Regions from separate parts of the Zea mays genome. Here region 1 is linked to region 2. A link is a contact called in public Hi-C data. All regions are on one chromosome and are shown on one strand. Each heading gives the region's core, a stretch centred on a gene start, on an enhancer-like site or on the middle of the called end of the contact. The rest is flanking DNA. Distances are from core to core; before and after follow the strand shown.

The links. A called contact is a pair of places that touch in the nucleus more often than the background predicts.
Region 1: a Hi-C map of tassel shows a contact between it and region 2, with 2.1 times the contacts expected there. The contact joins the promoter of LOC100502035 here to the promoter of LOC100283604 in region 2. A contact is called at or near these places in 3 of 25 Hi-C or Micro-C datasets (ear, endosperm and tassel).

Annotation. Positions count from the first base shown.
Region 1 is chr2:166,895,689-166,902,593 of Zm-B73-REFERENCE-NAM-5.0, reverse strand. LOC100502035 reads right to left here and starts at 1,917. Exons shown (of 9, transcript NM_001350118.1): 1 at 1,505-1,917; 2 at 418-536; 3 at 1-250. The coding sequence starts at 1,769.
Region 2 is chr2:166,519,923-166,526,637 of Zm-B73-REFERENCE-NAM-5.0, reverse strand. LOC100283604 (serine/threonine-protein kinase 16) reads left to right here and starts at 3,942. Exons shown (of 6, transcript NM_001156505.3): 1 at 3,942-4,416; 2 at 5,899-6,041. The coding sequence starts at 4,167.

The DNA of each region.
Region 1 (6,905 bases), core at 668-3,167, 380 kb before region 2:
TGATATTACTCGAGACATTTTCCCTGTCCTGCTTGCGAACAAAAGGTCCAACAAACACTTTCTTGTCATTGATAAGCATCCCATTGAGTTTATCAATAGCAGACTGTGCAGATTCATCCTTCTCAAACTGAACAAAACCATAGCCCCTTGATTCTCCTGAAGGGTCTGTTGCAATTTTACATGAAAGTATATTCCCAAATGCACAGAATGTGTCATATAAAGCTTTGTTGTCTATTGACTTATCAAGATTCTGCAAAATTAGAACAAAGGGGATCAGGTACCATAACTGGAAAGTCAATGTGGCGTATAAAAATTCAGAAGTCAGCTTATGCAACCTTCTAGTCCCAAGGAAGTTGACGCAATCTACAGATGACCTCGCAAGAAGTTAAGCAAAGAGGATGAAATCAAGGAACACACCTTAATAAATATATTTCCTGTGCCGCTTTTGCGCGAGCTAGGGTCACGGTTAGAATACATGATCCTGATAGGCTTTCCATTGATAGGAGTGAAGTTAAGCAGTTCAAGTGCTCGTGCAGCTGCAATAAATCTCAGATCAATATAAGACTATAAAGAATAAAGAGTGTGAGGGGCTCCAAACTGAAATATCATATGCAGAAACACAATTGCGGCCAAAAAGGAAACTATAATCTTTTACCGCATGAATTTTAAAGACCTCTTCGGCATAACAAAATAGCTTGGAACGAGGACAATAATAAAAGTTTAAAAATATATCAGGGGTAATTAAATAGATGTTTTTTGGCATTCATAACATAATCTGAGGTTGCAACAAATCTATGTGTATATATAGAATTATAGGTACATGCATACATATATAATTAATAGATTTATATATTACATATTATCGAATGAAGCAACAACAACAAATATCACGCATAAACAATTGGAAAAAATTGTTTCTTATAGATTAATATATGATTTTTTTCTGAAGTCACCAATATCCATCAACCAGCACAACCCAACTTAACCAATGAGAAAATTTAGCTAACAATCACTTCCAACATCTCCACTGATCAAACAGCACATTAAACCACATGAATTCAACAGAATGAAACGAATCCCAATAACTTCACATGTACAGCACAGGAAACAATTGCACATGACAAAACTCAGCTACTCTGAAGAATAGGCACCTATTCAAGTTATTCCACAGGGCACAGGATCTATCCAGCAAGGTAATTTTCGGTTGTGTGGCACTCAAGCTAATTATTTTAATATAAGTTTAAAGCTAACCGTATGAAGCCACTAAAATTCACGAGACAACTTTTAGCAATCGCAACCAACACATCAAACGAAGCTACAATCCTAATCGCATCAAAACGCCATCGAACCCTTGTTGTGTGACAACATCACCGAGACAGCCGATCGATGAACCGGCATTTAAACACTAACAACCGCCAAATCCGACGGCTTCTCGCAAGGGGTCGACAGCGTCCGCAGCACCGAAACCCTAACCGACAGATCGAGAATACTGCAGAGTTCTCACCGTCGCCCTGGTTGTTGTAGTTGACGTAGGCGTACCCGAGCGACTTGCGGGAGTTGATGTCCCTGCAGACGCGCACGGAGACGACGCCGCCGACTTGGCTGAAAACGTCGAAGAGCTGCGCGTCCTGCACGCTCTCGTGCAGATCACCCACGTAGAGCGAAGTCGCCGGGAACGCGGCCGCCGCCGCGGCTGCTGCAGCTAAGGCAGCCGGAGAGCCGCCGGACTCGGACGCGGATCCAGCCGCCGCTTGCCCTTGCGTCGCCATCTCCAATCAAGTGGTGATTTTTGGGATTTTTTTCTGGATTTTGCGGATTTTTTTGGGTAGTTTTTGATTTAGGGTTTGATAAGGGTTGGGGCTCTCCCGAAGCAGGGCTCCCAACGGCGGCGTCGTGAGGAAAGAGAAAGAGCGCGGTGGCGGCGCGGGGTGGGAGGCTCCGTATTTGTACCGTCTGGGGCAAAACCCTCGTCATCGAAAGCCATCCGATCGAACACGGACCTTAATGGACGGAGGCGATCGGGACGCGTGAGAAAGCCTCCGGTGTCCGAGCCGGACGTTGCGCGGCACGGGCTAGGAGGCCTAGGGACGCCTTTGTAGGCGCTTTCAACCGAACCATGCAGAAGTTTAGCCTTGCGGTCCGTGTAAAAGGTCAATTTCCTGCATCAATCTCCTCGACTTCAATTAAAAAAATACACCGGTAATTTTTAATTTTTTATCCCTAAAATATATACTCTTTTAATATTGGTTGTAAATCTCTATATCTGTCTATATCTTTATAAAACATCAGTTATCACAGTTTTTCAATAATTATACATAAAAATCCTTCTACTTCTATCGTCCAAATCTCTTCTCTACTATATTAATAGTCGTGCTCATCCGCCACCGCCTACAAGACTCCGCGTCACCCGCTAGCCGTTGGCCAGTACCCACCCCTCTCCCTACTATTATAAAGTACAAGTTGTCATGGTTTTCACTCACGTCACTTTTATATAAAGTTCTTCTGCTTCTATCTAACCAACATGTCGTCCAAATCTCTTCTCTACTAAATTAATGGACACCCTCACCCCCCACTGCTCCAAGAGAAAAAAAACTACTGAGCTCCAAGGACTATGGCACTTGCCGAAACAAAACATCAAGGGTTCCAAATTGAAACTGCTCTTTGGTCTATGATCACTCTTTAAAAAATCTTTGAAAGGTGGATCAGTTTGAGCGTCTACTAGCACGTGCATTTATTGTTGCACACATAGCACAACATCACTTAGAGCATCTTTACACTCTGACTGGTATAATTCTAAAGCTCCTACATTTTCTACTCTCTCTTTTGCATCTCTGCATTTTCTCAGGGGATCTCTTGTCGAGGGGGAATTTTTGTTTCTACCCTTGGATGTGTTTGATGAGTTCATTTGTCAATAAAGGGGAGAGCCTTTGACTTTCTTGGGCTCCTAACAAGGGGGAGAAATTTCTGGATTTTTGGGGATTCTGAATTTTTGGAACTCCTTTCTTGGGGAATAGACTTTGAGATTCTTGTGCTCTTTTCAAGGGAAATCAGCTAGGGGGAGAAATTTGAGCCTTTTGGAGCTTTCGCTAGCTGTGTTAAGTCGTTTGCCTCTTTCTGGATAAACTAGCTTTGATTTCAGCACTCGTGCTGATTTAGTGATCTGATTTGGTTTTGACGTCTGGCTAGTGGTGTTGAGCCCTTCTTTTGCCTCTTTGACTAACCAGAGTACGAGCTATGTGTTGTACAACCATGTCTGTCGGCTTATGGTGTGTAGGTGCGGAGCACAGGGACGGTGGTCGGCGACAAAGGTGAAGGTCATGCGGGTTTGTGCCGATGGACCAGGTGCGACGAAGAATGAGCGTTGGGACTTGACCAAGGGACTGGGGTGACTAGTCGTGGTGGCTGACACCTGAGACACGCAGTGTCGTGAGGACATTAGGGTGGATCGTGTCGCCGGCATGGTCATGGACTGGCAGGACACGTGTATAGGACGTGGCGGACGCGCATGCGGTGCGGTACTCAAGGCGGTTTGGTGGTTGAGCCTCAAAACCACCCAACGTTGCGGATGGCGGGTTCTGACCGATATGGGCCTCAAAACTCGACGGTGCGGTTCGAGCAGGAATCGAAGGCGGCATGTGTCATCATCGTGTAGAGTGCGTCGAGGCGAAGCAACTTCTTTTGGAGCGTATGACCGTCAGATCAATATCTCGGGAGTTGGTCCATTTTGCCTCCAGAAGAGTGGATAGGCTCTATGTACCTCGTGGTAGTTTAGTCAATGTAAATAACCCTCTATAAATAGAAGGGTGGGCCATAGTAGACAATCATCTCTTTGGTTATTTTGATTTGGCACTTGTTTAGAAACTCTAGTTTCCATTCTCTAGTTTAGCTGAGATCCACAGGTGTTTTGTTCACATCTATGTCTTGTGATCTTCAACTCTATATCCAAAAGAAGGGTGGACAAATCCATCCATGGAGTAGTTCGAATCATGTGCTCAATTTTGTCTGTTGCATTTTTTATTCGAGTTTGTCTTCATTCTCGTTCCCTCCCTTCTCTTTTTGATTTGTGGAATAACCATCGAGTTCTTGAATTGTGAGTACAGTTAGCGATTGTTGGGTGATGAGATACGCTCTTTGGATCACTACATACACCCTGTTGGTGCAGTTTTTGGTCGTGATCCGAGTTGAACTCATTTTGAGTTCGTTCTAGAAACCCCAAATCTTTCGGGTAATCTGATCTACACTCGGGGTTTTGTGTTGTTCTGGTTGATACTTGAGGAATCATCTTATTTCCCTCTATGCAAACTTCTTGTGAAGTTTGTGAGATTCTGCATAGTTTTGCTTGAGCGGCACTGTCGCCCCTATGAGCGGCACTGACAGCCCTCTGTGCGGCACTAGCACTTGGCTTTGCACTTTTTCCTCTAAATTTGTGCAGACACTTGTGCAGGTTCCTGAGTATTGGTTTGGTATATTCAATCGACCTTTTCTTCTCTACCTTCTTTCCCTTGGTGTTCTTCTCCTTGTCCTGGTCATTCTCATTATCGGGCAGTTAGCAATGAAATGATCGGAATAACCACACTTGAAGCAGGCACACTTCCCTTTGATTTTCCCTTGTTTGAGTAGTCCTTGAGCCCCTGTAGTGTGTTCTTGAAGCGCTTGATAACAAGCACCATCTCCTAGTCGTTGAGGCCAACCGCCTCAACTTGCGCCACCTTGCTAGGGAGTGCCTTCTTGTTATTTGTCGCTTTGAAAGTGATGACTCACGGTTCGTTGGAAGGGAGGCTCCCATTGGCGACGTCGTTGATTTACTTCGCGTCCTTAACTATCATTTGATGGCTAACAGACTTGCTTAGCACCTCTTTGGGACTCATTTTTGTGACCTAGAGTTTTTGAGGGCTTGGGAAACAAGGTTAGCATCAAAAACAGTAAAAGACCTGAGCATAAGTCGAACGACTTCATGGTTCATCCATCGCTTGCTCTCGTAGTTACGAACCTGGTTCACCAATGACTTGAGCCTATTGTACATTTCTTATGGCCCTTCGCCTCTCTTCATGGTGAAATTCCTAAGTTCACCCTTGATGACCTCCATCTTGGTGATTTTGGTCATCAAGGTTCCTTCATGGGCAATGCACAAAGTGTCCCATATTTCCTTCGTGTTTTCCAAAGCCATTAACTTTGTTATACTCTTCCCTGCATAAAAAGGCCAACAAACAATAGTGGCTTGGGAATTTCTATGAATTAATTCTTATACTTCTACCTCATTATAGTTTTAATCATCTACATCAGATGTATTCAATCCATTTTCTATATTGTCCTAAATGCAAGGGTAGAGCGAAAAAAGATGGCTACGCATTTTGTGGCTCTACCACAAATAATCCTCCCCATCAAAGTGAGGAGGCTTACCTAGCGAAATAGAAAGCAATTGGGCATTAGAAGAAAGAGAAATGCGAGAATAATTAAGTGGAGTGCGGTTGAAAGAAGTTTTGACTGTCATTTGCTTGGAAGAAGAAGAGTCGTCCTTTTGCGACGTCATTGAGGATGTAGACGTGTCACTCTCATAGTAGGCTATCTTTTTTATGCGCTACTTCTTCTCGACCTTCTCTTGCTTGATTCCTAGTCGACAAGCTTCTCTCCTTTGGGCTCGTCGTCGACGGGGATCTCTCCTTCACATCATGTATGTCGACCACCTTTCCCTTCCCTTTGGAGTCGATCTCTTCATGCGGTTAAACCCGAAATGAAGAGACCAGCTCTGATACCAATCGAGAGCACCTAGAGGGGGATGAATAGGTGATCATGTAAAAACACAACTTCAAACACAAACTTGGTCGAAATTAGGAGTTAGTGCAAAACTAACCCAAGTTTTGAGTGAGAATAAGAGAGAAGTTCTCTTCACTTGATTCCCAAAGAACCCCCATAGCCATTGTTCCTTCCATGTAAATGGGAGATGAAATTGTGCCCTGCTCGGGGGCATAGGATCAGTCCGGTGCGCCACCAGACTAGGAACAGTATCAGCCTCCCCGGGATTTGACTCGCGACCTTCCTTAGCTGATTATCACTGGACCGGTCCGATGTAACTCCACACCGAGTGCCACGTTAACTAGCCGTTGGCTAGCACGCGCTCGTGGGAGATAGTTGTTGAAGACGGTCTGGTGCACCACCAGGCCGGTTACTGTGGACGGTCCGATGATTTTTATAATTAAATCTCGTGATTTCGAAGTTTAGTCATACTGGTGGTCCGGTGCTAGGCCGCCCGGTGCCCTAGGCCCCTGCAGACCTGGTTTGGTGCACCACCGGACCGGTTCGATGAGGCCTAGAACAACCCAAGTAAGGCTCTTTTGAGACTACAACTTAGACAAACATAATTATCACATAATCCAATTGACTAAGTGTAGAGAACTTACCTTTTCACCATAGTTTTATCAGGATTTGCATTTTTGCTCAAATCAAGTCCTAGAAGCACTTTTCTCACAGAATATAGTTAGAGACCAAAAAAGTGCTAGAAACATATTATTAGGCATATGCAACTTATCTAAGTACTCAAACCTCATGGTTTTACCATTTTACCCAAAGTTACACTTTCTAGCCTTCATTTTAGCTATTTAAGACTTAATGCCTTCAAATTGCTTTCAAGTGGACCTGTGCTCATACTCATAGCAAAGAAGTTAGTTCATGTTGGTGTGTTGGACACTTAATCACCAAAACAAGTAGAAATGGCTATCTAGCACATTTACCTTTCATTACCCAAATGCTTTGCTCAAGATCATACACTAGCTCTTTTCACAACACTTCTTTTTATCTTCACATAAGCACAATATCAAAACACACCTCTCTATGACTAGAACACACACTAATCACTTGATCTATCAAAGAACACACTAGATAGGGCTAGAATATGAGTATGCACTTGT
Region 2 (6,715 bases), core at 2,693-5,192:
TCGGCGGTAAACAGGTAAACCCTGTTTTCACGAAAACGAACCGGTTTTCACCGCTTTTATAGAAACAATGGAAAATTTTGACATGATTTTATTTGTAATTTGCTCAATTCGCATTGCAGAGTAAATATTATTGATCCACATGACATATGTTCACCAAAATAATATACAATATACATATGCAACCACAAACTCTAGTTCTCATGCAACAAACAACCAACGAACTTCGCAATACTCAAATACAAGTTCTTTTACAGCTCTCCAACGACACATAGGTCGACTTGTTTCATAATACTCATATATTCAGCTCGAGTCTTTATTATAGTACCAGGCATGTTGGAAGGATCGTGATATGGTTCATTTGTAATTTGCTCAATTTATGTTGCATAATAAATAATAATTGGTCCACACAACATGTGTTCAACAAAATGACATACACCATACATGTGCAACCACAAACTACAGTTCTCATGCAACAAACAACCAACGAACTTCACAATACTCAAATACTAGTTCTTTTATAGTTCTCCAACGACACATAGGTTGACTTGTTTCACAATACTCACGTATTCAGCTCGAGTCATAGTGATAATACTTAGGCATGTTGGAAGGATAGTGATATGGTCCCTCATCCCACTCCCCCTGCACCATATGATCCAGCATCACCTCCCCCCATCACCATGAGTGTCATCGTCTCCATGATGACCTGCACTAGAGTCGATTGTGCTATCATCATTGTCTTCATCCTTTTCGTCTTCTTCGATTTGATCGATGAATTTTACCTTTTTTTCCTTCCTTTCTGATGGATCAAGTCTTGTCTTCCGCTTGCTAAGGTGAGTGTCGCCAACTGTTTCATCAGACCATTCTTGCACTTCCTCTGTGTCTCCTTGTTCGTGTACAAGTGATGTAAATAACATGCTAGGAAGATGAGTGTCACTGTTAGGTGAGTCTTCGCCCAATGTTGAAGGTGCATTGGAACTAAACTAGCACTTAAACTGGGCAAAAATAGCATCTAACAATCAATCATCTTCGCACATAGCATATAACATGTTCACATATAGCATATAACAGTAAAGAAGACTAATATGCCTAAACTGGCCACTAAATTCCTAAATTGGAACTCAACCTTGGCATCAAAATCCGGTTTCTCGGTAAAAAAGGCGGTTTACCGGTCCAAAATAACGGTTTACCAGTCCAAAAAACAGTCTATCGACGATTTTTGTTTTTATGAAATTTTTTATTTTTTGAATTTAAGATGAATTTTGAAAAAAACGGTGTTAATTGAAACCGCGCCCCCGCGGTTTCGGTAAACCGACCGGTTTACCACCAAAACTGGTCGGTTTTGTAAACCTTGACATCTAGTATGGCGTCGTGTCTCGTCCACCTTCCGGTTGCTACTCGGATTTAGATGTGGCAAAGTTTGGTGGGTCCCGTTGAGTTAGCTCAAGGCATGGTTTAGGGATGTCTTCAGTACAACTTCATCTTCTGTCATCCCCTTAGCATCACCTTTCATCATGAGTAGGCGTATGCCTAGTACAGTGTGTTGCCTCATCCCCTCCGACGTATGGGTCACTATAGAGACCCCGATGCTAGGGTTTCTACGGCTGGGGTTGTCCGGTCCCACTGGTTAGCGGGGATACGCATCCGACGTCGTGCTTTATAGAGACCCTTCGGTACCGCTTCCATGGTCTGGACATGGCTTGGTGATGTCCTATCGTGCCGACGTGGCTTGATGGTACTAGGTTGGCTCTTCCTGAGAGCCTGCTATCGTCTGGCTGAGTTGCTTGGCGGGCAGGTTAGTCGGCAGTCCCACCTCGCTGGGTTACTCGGCGGGCCGGTTGCTCGATAGCCCCGCCTCGCTGTGTTGCTCGGCGGGTAGGTTGGTCGCCAGTCCGCCTCGCTGGGTTTCTCGGTGGGCAGGTTGCTCGGCAACCTTGTCTCGCTGGGTTACTTGGCGGGTATTTGTTCGGTGGGCGGGCTGGTCGGCTTGGCAGGCCGTCCCTGAGAGGACTTTTGGACCTTCACGTCGAGCTGCTTGTTAGGTGGGCCGACCGATTTGTGGGTCGTCTTTTGGAAGCCTTTGAACCTTCTTTGGGTACACTGTTCCACGTACCCGACGATATTGTTGTATATGTGTACACATATGTTTTGTATTTGGTTGTCTTTTTAAATCATGTGTAAGACATTATATTTTTTACAATATCAAAAAATATTTTTTACAAACGTTTGTAGCACTCAACCAAATCAATAGTTTTATAGGATATAGTTTTTTATTTAAAACTATTGACATACTAGACAATATATAAAGTTTCAACATTATATTAGTTGTACAATGTTTTTTAACTTATATCATGTTTGATTATTTACCTTATTTAGTTTTTATGATAATAAATAAATAAATTATAACAAAATAGATAATACTACCTCCATTTTCTAATATTTGGCGTTCGTTACTTTATTTTCTATACTATATTAAAGCATCAGTTTCAACGGCCGTTTCACGTCATCTTTTTATAAAAACTCCTTATATTTCTTTAAAATCAACCCGCGTCTCAGATCATATCTCATCCCTATCCTATTTGTTCGCACAACAACGTTCTCGTAGTTATCGCTCTAGCAACAAACCCCGCCCATTTTGTAATAACCTCCGCTCGCTTCTTCCGCCATTGCACATTAAATTTTAAGTGAAACCAACTATATAATTGGAGATGAGTACAAGGATCTGTAAAAGCGGAAAATATTTTTATTGTTTGTTATGATATTCTAAAGGCAAGAGCAAGTACGTATTTCAATAAGCATGTTAAGCATTAGATGATAAACTTAGGCTCTGTTTCAATCTCACGTGATAAACTTTAGCTTCCTGCTAAACTTTTGTCATATGAATTGAAGTGCTAAAGTTTAGCTCTTTAGGGTGTTTGGACTACTCTAATAAAGTTTAGCATATTGGAATAAAATGACACCCATGCCTCTAATGCGGAGAAAGAGAATGAGGTTAGAGGGTATGGTCGGAAAATGGGGTTCCCTAGCCCACGTTTAGCTACTTTTAGCGCCCTTTAGCAGCTTATGGGATAATAGGTGCTAAATTTTATCCCACTACAATTCGCTCTCATGTTTAGGCCCTGTTTCAATCTCATTGGATAAATTTTAGCTTCCTGCTAAACTTTAGCCATATAAATTGAAGTGCTAAAGTTTAGCTCCTTGGGGTGTTTAGACTACTCTAATAAAGTTTAGCACATTAGAATAAAAAGACACCTATGCCCCTAATGAGGAGAGAGGGAATAAGGTTGGAGGGTATGGGTGGAAAATAGGGTTCACTGGCCCACGTTTAGCTACTTTTAGCACCCCTTGAGCAGCTTATAAGATAATAGGTGCTAAATTTTATCACACACCATTAGCTCTCCTCTTTAGGTCACTAAATGGCTAAAAGTAGATAAAAAAAGCTGCTAAAGTTTATCTAATGGGATTGAAACAGGGCCTTAGATCACCAAATAGCTAAAAGCAGCTAAAGTTTATCTCTTGAGATTGAAACAAAGCCTTATTGTATTTACTATTTCAGGAATGATCTTGTTGACGTACTTGTGCTTTTCTATGTCTTACCAGTTCAATATCTGGTATATGAACAATATGTTTACTTTGACATTGAATTCATTTATTATGGTATTTTTATGTGGAGTGTCCATTAAAACTCTTAAGTGTCGCTTAGTCACCCAATTAATATCATCAACTATGGTTGGGTACCGTCACAATGCACGAGGATTAGACTAGTTTGAACTAAAACGCGACAAATAAAAAAGAACGGAAAGAACGGAGAGAACGTTATATCAATTTTTTACTTGTACTAAATAGTCAAATAAGATGTCTAAAAAATTAAATTGCAGTATATTTTAGGAAAAAAAATAGAGCTCATCGCCTCTTAAAAATCCTTTTAACCATCGAAGGTTAGTGACTTATTTCGAGAGAGGAGTACGTTTTAAGCCGGTGCTCCATGTGTCCCGTCCCGTGTCCCGTCCCGTCTACGTTTTAAGCTGCGAGCGAGATCTGCTTTCACAGCGTGGCTGACCAGCAGATCCGTCGTTGCCGGAACCCACGCTCGCCGGCTGCGAATGCATCTGTAGCCTGCTCTTCGTCCACACGGACAATTGGACGAGCTAGACTCTGCGTCGCCGGCGATGGGGTGCTCCTTCTCAGGGCTGAACGCACTGTACGACACCGTCGGCGGTCGGGGTGGTGACGTCTGGGTTAACGACTACCACTTCCGCGTGCTCCGCAGGCTCGGCGATGCCGGCCCTGCGGGCTCGTCGGTCTTCCTCGTCAAGGAGGTCGTCGCCGCCGCAACCGCCTCCGACGGCACGGCTGGGTCAGAGCCCGGCGCCTCAGGGATCGCCGGGAAGAAAGGCATCGACCCATCACACATCTCAGGTGTCTCTCTCATACATAAATAAAGGTATCGAGATCCGACTGTTGTTCCTTGCGGCGACGTGCGAATGGGTTTGGATCTGGGGTCTATCCGGCCTGCTGGACAGTGGAATGACATTTGTTCACGGTTGGATGGATTATTTCACAATTCATGGTGAAGATCATTTTAGGCCTCCTTGTTCGGTGTGCCGTTCTTGTTCCGTGTGAGAATTAAGATCATGATCCTTTTTTCTCTTCAAATTGCATGCTTCGTTTCCTTAGCTGCTTGATGTAAACAATATTAGTTTCTGTAAATGCACTTTTGAATTTCGTTCTTACCATATTTTAGAGTCACAAATAAATGTCAGACTTGATTCTGAGAGATTTCTGTATCTTTATTCTCTGCAAAATTTGTTTGACATATTTAGTTTTGCATTTTTTGATGAGATAGGTGGTCTTAATAGCACTTCTTCTCGGTTCGACTCATCGTGAGAGCGAATTTCAGGTTGTGGCCCATCCGTCCTACGCCAAAGCACAGGTCTAAGACCTGGCGTCGGTTGCGGTCCTTTCTCACATGGGTTGTCGCTGTCGTTTCTCGCATGGGCTACGGTGACACTGTATGGGTGGGACAGGGTTCGGAGGTTTCTTGACCCACATGAGAAAATCTTCTTAATATAATGCCCGGGGGCTGTCTTACTCTGCAGGATGAGTTTTTTTCGTTAGTCCCTATTGGTCGAATTCTAGTGTCCTATGTTGCAAACTTTATTATATATATACCATAACTACAATATATCAATATTGAGCGGACATCACTCTAAGCCCCACGTTGGTGTCAACACTAAGGGCATGTTTAGTTCGTGGCTAAATGTGCCACACTTTGCTTAAAGTTAGTCGTTCGAATTAAATAACTAACCTTAGATAGAAAAGTTAGGCAAAGTATGACAAGTTAGCCTGTGAACCAAACATGCCCTAAATTCTGCAGTCTCTTAAGGCAATCACCATGTTGCCTACAATATAAGATAAAAAGTAATAGTAACATATAGTTTAGCCTCTTGTATGAAAATTGGACTGTGTGTTGTATTTCATGCCCACAAAAATGCAATTTATGGATGTGGTTGCTAGAGTTTGCGTATTGCTGGATACAAGACAATTTCCACAGAAGTTCCGTTGTGATGCGATTTTATTAATACTAGGACTGGTGCACCGGTGAGAGCTGTCTCACTGAGTCACCAGGTTGTGTTTTCGAAGCAGTCTATCCACATTTATGCAAGAGGAAGGCTCGCCTTGGTTTATTTCTTTCATAGATCCCACTCATGTGAATACATCGGTACTGGTCTGCCCTGTTAATATCAAACTGTGAATAGCCGAATACTAATTTAGTGATGACACAGTTCATATAAGATATTGATTCTTTTGTCATTATGGATCTTATTGTGTTCTTGGTTCTGCTGTGTTTCGAGATCATATTTTAAATCCTACTCTTCTTGTTATTTTGTCATATGACAGCTGACGGGACATATGCTCTCAAGAAAGTTCTTGTTCAGAGTGATCAGCACTTAGAGCTTGTTCAGCAAGAGATCCGAGTGTCCTCTCAATTCAGCCATCCAAATTTACTTCCTCTTCTTGAACATGCCATCGTTGCTGTCAAGGTAGGTTGCATAGTAGGAATCATGTACTTGATTCTTCATAGTACCAGTCTTTAACGAAATGTCCCTTAATAACAGAAGTTCTACATGTTTGTTGTAAAATTAGCTTTGGTCTTTACTCTATACTTAATAGTATGTCAATAGTTCTTGTACATTCTTCATTTGTTGGTTGTTGCAAAAGAAGAACAAAACTAAACAAGTTCTCTTCCAGTTAACAAAACTGTTGTCTCTTTGATACATTTTAGAGAAATTTAATAAGTGCTCCCATAAGTTACTAGAGTTTAGAGTTACCTAATTGGTCCCTGCATTTTTCTGCTATTAGCTGCTGCTTGCAGGAAAATCACTTATTTATGGCCAGCAGTACATGCCACCAAATACCATGTTAAAAGTTTGATTAATTGAGTTGAGCTATCGTGTAGTTGAATTTAGCCTATTTATTTAAGAAAGAAATCTAATCTTTGCCATCCGGCTATTGCCTGAGTTAAATTTTGGCAAACGTCAAATCTGGATATCTTTGGCTATCAAACTATCAAAACCAGACAACTTTGACCCTTGAGGGGCCGTTCGTTTTTTCCGGAATGGAGGCATGGAACAACTCCTAGCCGATTTGCTCTCTAATTTATATAAGTTTTGATCAGCTGGAACGATTTCTGGTCTATTCCTGGACAAACGAACAA